Regions from separate parts of the Zea mays genome. Here region 2 is linked to region 1. A link is a contact called in public Hi-C data. All regions are on one chromosome and are shown on one strand. The core of a region is the stretch at or near the end of the contact, and the rest is flanking DNA. Distances in the headings are between cores, read along the strand shown.

What was found. A called contact is a pair of places that touch in the nucleus more often than the background predicts.
Region 2: a Hi-C map of leaf shows a contact between it and region 1, with 5 times the contacts expected there. The contact joins the promoter of LOC100279215 here to the enhancer-like site in region 1. A contact is called at or near these places in 4 of 25 Hi-C or Micro-C datasets (ear, endosperm, leaf and 1 more).

What each region holds. Positions count from the first base shown.
Region 1 is chr3:39,406,010-39,411,053 of Zm-B73-REFERENCE-NAM-5.0, forward strand. No RefSeq gene overlaps it. Among protein-coding and RNA genes, the nearest start is that of LOC100279215, 78 kb to the right of the region's middle. Within about 2 kb of position 3,057, at least 18 of the 20 cell types and tissues checked have an H3K27ac peak or open chromatin away from gene starts, as enhancers often do. A contact at or near this core is called in ear, endosperm, leaf and 1 more, where this site is marked.
Region 2 is chr3:39,484,270-39,489,313 of Zm-B73-REFERENCE-NAM-5.0, forward strand. It overlaps LOC100279215, which reads left to right and starts at 2,433. Exons shown (of 21, transcript NM_001360946.1): 1 at 2,433-2,677; 2 at 3,026-3,185; 3 at 3,298-3,413; 4 at 3,516-3,753; 5 at 4,618-4,693; 6 at 4,812-4,890; 7 at 4,995-5,044. The coding sequence starts at 2,462.

The DNA.
Region 1 (5,044 bases), core at 1,807-4,306:
TAATCTTCACTCATGTTTTATTTGCCAATGGGGAGAAAGTAGTTAGAAAAGGGCTTTTATTTCACTCAAGTATCCGTTTTTGGCGATTCATGCCAAAGGGGGAGAAAATATTAGCCCAAAGCAAAAGGACCGCACCACCACCTCTTATTTTAAAAAGAGTTTTTCAAATTGGTATCTTATTGTGTTCAAAAGGGGAAGAAAATAGCACCTTCAAAACTTTAGTATCTTAAAACCCTCTTGAACACTAAGAGGAGGAATTTATTGAGGGGGAGTTTTGTTCTAGTCAAATGAAAAGCATTTGAAACAGGGGGAGAAAATTTCAAATCTTGAAAATGCTTCTCAAAATCTTATTCATTTACCTTTGACTATTTGCAAAAGGACTTTGAAAAGAATTTACAAAAGAATTTGCAAAAACAAAACTTGTGGTGCAAACGTGGTCCAAAATGATGAAAATATAAAGAAACAATCCATGCATATCTTATGAATTTATATTGGCTCAATTCTAAGTAACCTTTGCACTTACAATTATGCAAACTAGTACAATTATGCACTTCTATACTTGCTTTGGTTTGTGTTGGCATCAATCACCAAAAAGGGGGAGATTGAAAGGGAATTAGGCTTACACCTATTTCCCAATTGATTTTGGTGGTTGAATTGCCCAACACAAATAATTGGACTAACTAGTTTGCTCTAGTCTATAAGTTCTACAGGTGCCAAAGGTTCACTATAAGCCAATAAAAAAAGACCAAGAAAGGGTTCAAACAAAGAGAGCAAAAGGCAACCCAAAGGCACCCTGGTCTGGCGCACCGGACTGTCCGGTGTGCCACCGGACAGTGTTCGGTGCACCAGGGCACTCGAGGCTGAACTCTTCACCTTCGAAAAATTCAGAGGGCGCTCCGCTATAATTCACCGGACTGTCCGGTGTGCCAGCGGAGCAACGGCTCCTTCGCGCGCAATGGTCGACTGCAACCGCATTCAATGCGCTACAGTGCGCGCAGAGGTCAGAGCACGCGCTGGAGGCGCACCGGACAGTCTACAGGACCTATCCGATGCACCACCGGACAGCCCAGAGGCCCCACAAGTCAGAGCTCCAACGGTCGAACCCCAACGGCCTGCTGACGTGGCTGGCGCACCGGACTGTGTCCGGTGGCGCACCGGACTGTCTGGTGCGCCATGCGACAGCACACTTCCAACGGCCATTTTTGGTGGTTGGGGCTATAAATACCCCAACCACCCCACATTCAATGGCATCCAAGTTTCTACACTTCTACACCTTACAAGAGCTATAGCATTCAATACAAGACACACCAAAGAGATCAAATCCTCTCCCATCTCCACACAAAAGCTTTAGTGATTAGAGAGAGAGATTTGTTGTGTTCATTTGAGCTCTTGCGCTTGGATCGCTTCTTTTCTTTCTCATTCTTCTTGTGACAAACTTAATTGTAACCGAGGCAAGAGACACCAATTGTGTGGTGGTCCTTGCGGGGACTTGTTGTCCCGTTTGATTGAGAAGAGAAGCTCACTCGGTCTAGGTGACCGTTTGAGAGAGGGAAAGGGTTGAAAGAGACCCGGTCTTTGTGACCACCTCAACGGGGAGTAGGTTTTGCAAGAACCGAACTTCGGTAAAACAAATCATCGTGTCTCACTCTTTATTTGGTCACGATTTGTTTTGCGCCCTCTTTCTCGGACTCGTTTATATTTCTAACGCTAACCCGGCTTGTAGTTGTGCTTAAGTTTGTAAATTTTAGATTCGCCCTATTCACCCCCCCCCTCTAGGCGACTTTCAATTATCAATGTATGTGTCTATTCTGTGTGATGATATATATGTTATGTGTGCAATTGTGGAGAAATAATGACCTCATTTGGTGCTGGTTTTGCAACAGTATAGGTTAATTCCCGTCGGCTATGGTTAAACTAGTGGGAATTAACATTTAATGCCCGTCGGCCCAGTAACTCCCGTCGGCCACGGTGGACCGACGAGGATTAACAATTAATTCTCGTCGGTCCGTGGTGGCCGACGTGAATTAACCATAATATCCGTCGGCTTGCAAGTGGTCGATGGGGATTACTTATTTCCGTCAGCGCCCGACGGGAATAAGGGTATCGCTGACATCTGATACCTGTCAGCTTAGGGCCGACGGGAATTAACCATATACCGACGGGAATTAGTAATCCCCGTCGGTTTAGAGCTTATTCCCGTCGGTTCTTAGCCGACGGGAATTAAGTGAATTCATGTAGTGTTCCTAGGGGTATTTAGAACATATCCAAAGTGTTGAACTATGTCTAGTTCGTCTTTTACAAGTTTTACCCCTAATAAGCTGGATTTTAGTTGTTTTCTGACTTAGAAGCATATTGGTAGATCTTATGAACCTGTGAATATACACTTTAGCAAACTAGTTAGTCAAATGATTGTGATGGTTATCAAGCACCACAACAAGTGTAGAAATTGTAACACCCCAAAATTATAGTTGTGTAACTTAGGCAAAATGCTTCCAATGCTTAAAATTCATGTGTTCATAATAAAAGAGTAACATGAAAAGAATTTATATGAGTTAGATCATTCTCTTAAATAGTATATTTAGAAATATTTTCCAGAATACTTGGGTAAAAGTATACCTTAATTGAGGTTATACCTTAGAAAGTATTTTCACTTATAAATATGTAATGAATATTGATGAACTTCTAAATGGATTACACATTCAAAGTAGTATTGGTTCAAAAGAGAATAATGTGGGTAGGTTGTATATTTGAACTATCTATCTAAATAAATAAAAACAATTAAAACTAGACTTTTGCATACATGCTGGAAGTTTTATTGCTTGTGCATTTAAAATATGAATGGAAGAAACCAAAACTGGTTTTGAATCCAAATTTGAATAAAGGAATTAAAATAGAATTCAAAAGAAAAAGGGCCGGGGGAAGGAAAATGCTCGTTTGGGCTGTTTTCTCCTAGCAGCCCACTTCTCCTCTTCACTACCGGCCCAGCTGCTACTGATGGTGCCGACAAGTGGGTCCCATGCGTCAGCCCCACACCGTATTTATTGTCGTGCACATTGGATGACTGATGGGTCCCACTCGCCAGATCGCTCACCACACGCGCTCCTAGTTTACTCGCTGCCATCTGGGCCTAGTGGCAAGTTCCCTCCTACTCCCGAACTCCACGCACGCGGGCCCAAGTCACTGCTTGTGGGCCGCTGTGTGCCCCGCTTTGACGCTTACCCGCAGGCCAAACTGGCCAGTGGCAGTGCGCACTCGTCCTCCGCTGAGGCAAGCAGATCCTCTCCCCCTCCGCGCTGCGCGCGTCTGTTGCAATGAACCCATCTGAGATCACCGGAGATCACCCACTGTTTGCATGATCGCATCCCTACCCTTCCGGTCTAGCCCACCGGTATAAATTAGGACCCACGTTCACCTCTCCACTCCTCCATGTCGTAGTAATCCATGAGTTGTCAAGCTGAGTGGAAGCAGAGAGAGATCGAAGGCAAAGAATGGGTCCGCCACCATTGAATCTCGCCTGTGTGGTCGTTTGGGCCGCATGTGGTGGTCAGAGATCATCGTCGGAGTGTATCGTGCATGGTGGTGGCGGTTCCTGGCATATGAGGATCACTAGTACAAATAAGCTCAAAGCCTGCGGCACGTTCAACTTTTCACTGGCGGTTTCCGTTATCAAACGTCAGTAAAAGAAACAGGTGGGCCCGGCTTTAAAAACCGCCAGTGGAAACCTATTTTCACTGGCGGTTATCTTAACACAACCGCCAGTGGAAATAGGATGTTTCCACTGGCGGTTGTGTTACACAAACCGCCAGTGGAAACCTATTTTCACTGGCGGTTTTCTTTATTCAGCCGCCAGTGGAAATGCACTTTTCACTGGCGGTTCCTTAAGAAAACCGCCAGTAAAAATGCACTTTTCACTGGCGGTTCCAAAATAACCGCCAGTGGAAATGCTGATTTCCACTGACCCCTAGCACTGGCGGTACTGAAAAACGCCAGTGTAAATATGTTTAGAACCGCCACTATAGAGCTTCTGTGTACTAGTGGATGTTGGGTGATGGGGAATTGCTCGTCGGACGTCATCTATAGCCGCCAGAGGCTGCTGTCCACCGTGGGCAGTGCTCCTGTGCGGGCAAACCTTGGTGAAGATCCTTCAACTAGTCTCGCCCTTGTCTCCATTTCATGTAGCACGGTTACGACTAGAAGTTTGATAACTGCGTAACTCAGGCCGAATCCTGGCTATGGGGAAATACTGGTGCCGTCGTGGCCAGCTGCTGAGAGAGGAAGGAGATCGGTGGGCCGTTGGATCCCGGTCGGACGGTGGAGATTAGATCTCTGGTTACCGCTTCAGAGTTGAGATCTGGGGCGTTGATCCGGAGTTCAACGGGGTAGATTAGATCGTGTTAAATAAATTTACGGCCATCGATCGAAGATCCTATGGTCAAGAATAATCCACGTATGACTGTGAAGCATTTAAACCAGGTCCCTATAATTTGCAAAATTGCCCTTCGACTTATATAAAATATAGAACTCGAGCTTCACTTATGTAAAATAAAATTTGAAAATTATTTCTAATATAAGAATAATCCAATAAACTTTAGAAATTCATAACTCCTTTGTTTTGACTCTGATTTAGTCCGTTCCAATTGCATTAGCTTCGTAATAATATTGTCTACGCTGTAACATTATTTTATCATGCAATATATTCTCAAAAAATAAATAACCAATTCGTTTAACCTATGCTTATTAATTAACTTGTTTAATCTAAGTTGATATAGTATTTTAATTTGGATTATCTATAATTTGACTAAAATATGATTTGGTCTAGATCAAAATTGGAATAAACTTAGTTATATTTTTTCACATGATTTGTATAAGCAACAGAGAGACATCGTTTTCATAGTTAATCAACTAAAACTTTAGAGAACCATATATTTTCAACCGTAGCTCCAATTTTAAAGGTTCTTGAACCTACGATATCGTAGCGAGACATAGAATATTCTTACGCTAATGTTCTCATGTTTGGTGTACTGTTATTTTTATGTGCTCCTTG
Region 2 (5,044 bases), core at 1,183-3,682, 78 kb after region 1:
GACACAGTCCGGTGCACCGAAGGCTGGTGCAAGTTTGGCTGGACTCAGCCAAACTTCTCCACTCCACTCTCATTTGATTTGATATTGTTCCTAGCACTAAGGGGAATATGTTAGTATCAAAAACAATTCACTAAGGCTAGAGTCATACCTTGATTCTTGATTTGCACTTCTTTAACACTTAATATACATCACCTTAAAAATAATATGTGTTGGACATCTAATCACCAAAACATTTATAGAAATTGCCCAAGGACACATTTCCCTTTCAACGACCGTTGAAACTAGTGCTTTAATATAGTAAAGACAAATATAGATCCAAAATAAAAATATACCAAATTTTATCACCAATATAATAAACATACTCCTAAAAACCAATACTAATATTTTTTCTAGCAACCTGATATAGTATTTCATATCTTACAGCTGGTTTATGGTGTGTGAACTTAGTCCCCATATGTTACGATGTTACCTTGCATGTTTCATAGACAATCGACATTAAGTCTGTCTCTTTATCTTGTTTAAGGAAGGATAATATAGCCTTTTGCCTACATCCAGAGCCACAAAGATTTGTAATCTTTTGCCATGTAAGTATTAATAGTACAATGCCCATGTGTTGCGATGAGTTATTGCAAGGTTGCAATTCAACTCAAAAGTGCAAAACAAATTGAATAACTACTACACCAATACAAACTAACTCCAATTTTGCTAGCGCATTCAAATGTGTGGTTGAAAACCTCACCTCGATTTCAAAGTAACTGCCTTCCTGAGAAGCGCCATTCGCATCCTTCCTCCTGATACTGCAGAAATGATGCACACAACTTGTGTCATATTAAACTTTAAAAAGAGCACATACCACCAAATGCGAAACAAAATGCTTCATCGGCGTGGCAAAGATCCTCACAATGGACGGGTGGGGTGAGATGGGCGCAGGAGAAGAAGCCATAGAACCCCCAGCTTCGCATGGCTGCGGGATGTTGGCCATGTCATGCGCCTCTGATATCAGCGGCGCCCTACCCCCGTGGTGCGGGCGTGTCTCGTGGTCGTACTGGGATTCGTCGCGCCGTGGTGTGGACAACCCTTGTGGCCGTACTCGAAGCCACCGCGTCCGTAGGAGAAGAAGTCGTAGAATCCTTCAGCTTCACGTGATAGCAGGATGGCGACCATGTTGTGCGCCTCTGATATCGACGACGTCCTGTCCCCGTGGTGCGGGCGTGTCTCGTGGTCGTACTGGGATCCGCTACCGCCATGGTGTGGACAACCCTCGTGGATGTTGGGGCAAAGGCGCAATGCCCCCTTGCTCAAGAAACCACAATGTCGAAGGGTCAAGGACTGGAGGGTGCAAAGGCCTGAAGAGCGGTCCGCGCTTCGAAGAGCACGGGGAGCGCGTGCAAGTTCCAACAGTGGCCTTACTCGATTTCACCGCGTCCATAGGCACCATCAAGATCACCACTGCCATAGTGAGGCCTCTCGTCGCCGACCTCGTGCGTGACGTTGCGCGTAGCCTTCTTCCCTGTGGCCTTGGGGTACGTGGACTCGGGCGAAGGTTGGGCGTACGGATCGGGTGGCGGCGGCTGGTCATAGGCTAAGCGAGGTAGGCCCCAACGATCATCCTCCTCCTCGTCGTGGCGGTGGCCATGGTGGTGGTGTGGGAACTCCATGATTGTCGATCCAGTGGGAGTGCGAAGGACGTCATGAAGAGCCCCTAGCAAAGGCTCCGCGTCACGTCGGGCGCCTGGTCGTAGCTGTGGTGGGGCGATTGAGCTTGGCCTACCTAGGGTTTGGGACCGTTCAAGAAGATGGGACGAAAGTGAGCACTCGTGATGCGGAAACGGAGGTATGTGTGGTTTCGACGGCTGGTTGATTACAAGGAAGTCTAAGGAATTTTTTCTTTCAAAAACGATGACGATGAAAACCGTTGAATCATGAAAACATGTGGTTTAATATTATAAAAGAAAGAATTGTTGTATCATGGATTTGTCACCACATAAATTGATCACTGCATGATGCTGCAGCTACACATCTCCATTTAATTTCTTTTCTATGTTATATGCCTATTATTTCAACTACTTTGTTTGGCTTTTAAAGGGACTTTGTATGCATTGTGCTTCCGTTATGTGCTTGATTGGTTCTTATGGGTATGATTATTATATTGAGTTATTGACGAAGGAATATGGTTTATTTTTATTTTGGATCACAATTTGTGTGTATATATAAAAGGTATTTTAGTCTATATAATGTTAAAAACATAACCTATGAAGCAATATGGGTCTTATAGCAATCGGTGAACATTTTAGCGAAGCCTGACGCGTGCATTTTTCAAATCTCGCCCCAAGCCAGTAGGTACTAGGTAGGCCACAGTCCGCTTCACTTCATTCCGAACCGAGACAAGACGCGGAAGAGAAATAAATAAAATAAAATAAAATAAAACCCTCCTTTCTCTCTGCCGGTGGCGGGCGGAGCCATGAACTTGTTCGCGGGGGTCGGCGGCGGGGCGGCGGACGGTGGCGGCACAGGCACGGCGCTCCTGGAGCTGACGCCGCACAAGATGGCGGTGTGCCACCTCGTGCAGGTCTTTGCGCCGGCGGCGCAGGCCGGGGGCGACGTCGTGCCGCCCTTCCCCTTCGAGTCCCTCACTCACCACAACCGCCTCGGACTCTTCCTGTTTACGCTCACCCGGGTACGTCCTCGCGCGCTTTCTCGCTTGCTCCCCGCTCGAATTTTCGAGATGTTGCTGCTTGTAATGATTGCTCTGCCCTGTGCTGTACTTGTATTTGGTGATGTGGAGTGAGCGCTTTGGATTGGGGCATTAGGGTCTCGAGGATTTAGGCATTGGTCCTATGATTTTCCCCCCGTAGTAATTGCATTTATGCTCAACCGTCTACCATTTAAGTTCAAGCAAAATAAACAAAACAGTGATGTGATGTCTGGTTATGTATAGATGGCCGTCACGGATTGCACAGTCAGTCAATGTTGCAGTTGATATTGTGGTAGATACACAGGTCCTCTTACTTCAATAATTTTGTAGTCATGCGATGATTTTCTGGAGCCTCCACTGGAAGAATTTTTGAAGCAGCTGAGGGCAGTGGATGATTTGACTAATGGTTGGTTCTGCGAGCAGCTGACAAGTGCCCTGTCAGCACTCAACTCACCTGATGACTTGTTCAACTTCTTTGATAAGCTACGAGGTGAGATTCACATGATGTGGGGATGGATGGATGTTTTGACGTATTTATGTTTCCATCATAAAGAGGCGTTCAAATTGACAGCTTGCTCTGGAATGATATTTCTTTTGGCCAGGTGTGTTCACTGCACCAGAGGGTGCGAGTGCAGAAGATGTATTCTTGGATCCAAATAGCCAACTTGGAGTATTTCTTCGTTGCTGCATACTTGCCTTCAACTCAATGACCTTTGAGGTGCTAAGAGTAGTAAAAGGCATTCACGATGTTTTTTCATCATGTGTTGGTCCCTTTTTTCTTATTTAAAGTGCTGATGTTGTTAACTGAAAAATTTTCTAGGGTGTATGCCATCTGTTGGCAGATCTTGTCATGTACTGTAACTCTGCTGATGCTTCATATGACCTGGCAGAACATGAGGACTTCAATAGTGAAATGGGCAACTTGATGGATGCAGACATAGGTTCGCACGCTGGTATATTTGACAAATTTCATCAGGGTTATGCCTCTGAGCATCATATGGGGGAGAGTTCTTCAACTTTAACTCGTGCATCAATGTCACCCTATGACTTTGACAACGGTATACTTGAACCCTGCCATGTTTGCTGCTTTGATTTTGATGGAAGTATTAAATATGCCAAAAAATAAATGTTAAAGCACACACAAAAAATGGTCAAACTCCAGAATGAAAAGAAAAGTGATGGTCACAACCTGGATGGACTATCTATCTCAATTTTTTCCTGGCATCTAGTTAGTTTCTTCCTTTTTTGGCTGTAATATGGGATCCTGGGAAGGGCTATTCACTGCATGAATTTATTCCGATTCTAAGAAACAGTATCCGTTTCAAGTATTTTATTTTAATTCCAAGCTTGACGAGATTACCTCCTGATCTGTTACAACTTTGGCATGGGGCAAGGTTGGCTCGCATCTAGCTGCATCAGTGTTCATCTTACTTTTATGTCATAATTAATTAACTATATAATTGTTTGGCCTACAGCATTCATTGCCATTGTTTGGCCTAGAGCATTCACTGCCAGTGCCATGTTTCTCTCAAATACCATTGCACTACTGAAGAAGTGGAGCATTTGCAGCTTATATATATATTTTTGTACAATTATGATCTTTTGTTTTTTTACTCATGCTAGTTAATTGGTATGTATTACTAAATACATTAGGGCATACTGAGTTCTGAAAGTTCCTACATATTGTGGACTCCGGCAGGGAAATTTTGGGCAACCTTACCTTTTATTTTGCAAGGAGGCTGATTCAAACACCAAATAGATTAGGCTAATGATTTTCTGCCTTATAAATCAGCTTTTCTGTACTGTATGTAATATCACTATGTAGAGTTATTTTGGTTTTATCTGGGCATCAAAGTTTTTTTGGTTGACAATTATAATTGCATTCCTTTTTTTTTCTATGTTAGCTAATACTTTTAAAGCAGATGACAACCCAACCTGTCTGAGATCAAGGTGGCAATTAGAGGCATATCTTAACCAACAAGCTGATATTCTTGAGAAGTGAGAATCCAGTTCCTACATATAGTCATAAATAGCTAATACTGCCACAAACTTGTTCTACTCCTTTAAAAGGACATGAAAGATAAAGCAGTCTTTAGTGACAACTCTGTTATTACAGGGATCCTGGATCAGTGCCTTTGAATTTATTTAATGCCACTATGACACAGCTTCAAACATTAGCTCCGGAGCTTCATCGTGTAAGTTATGGCACAGAATACACCTTAAATTTTCTAGGAGAATTCGGGGAAGGATGAACATTTCCTAATCATGTGAATTTTTGTATCTGTGTTCTGCTTGCCAGGTTCAATTCTTGCAGTACTTGAATGCTCTTTACCATGATGACTATGTTGC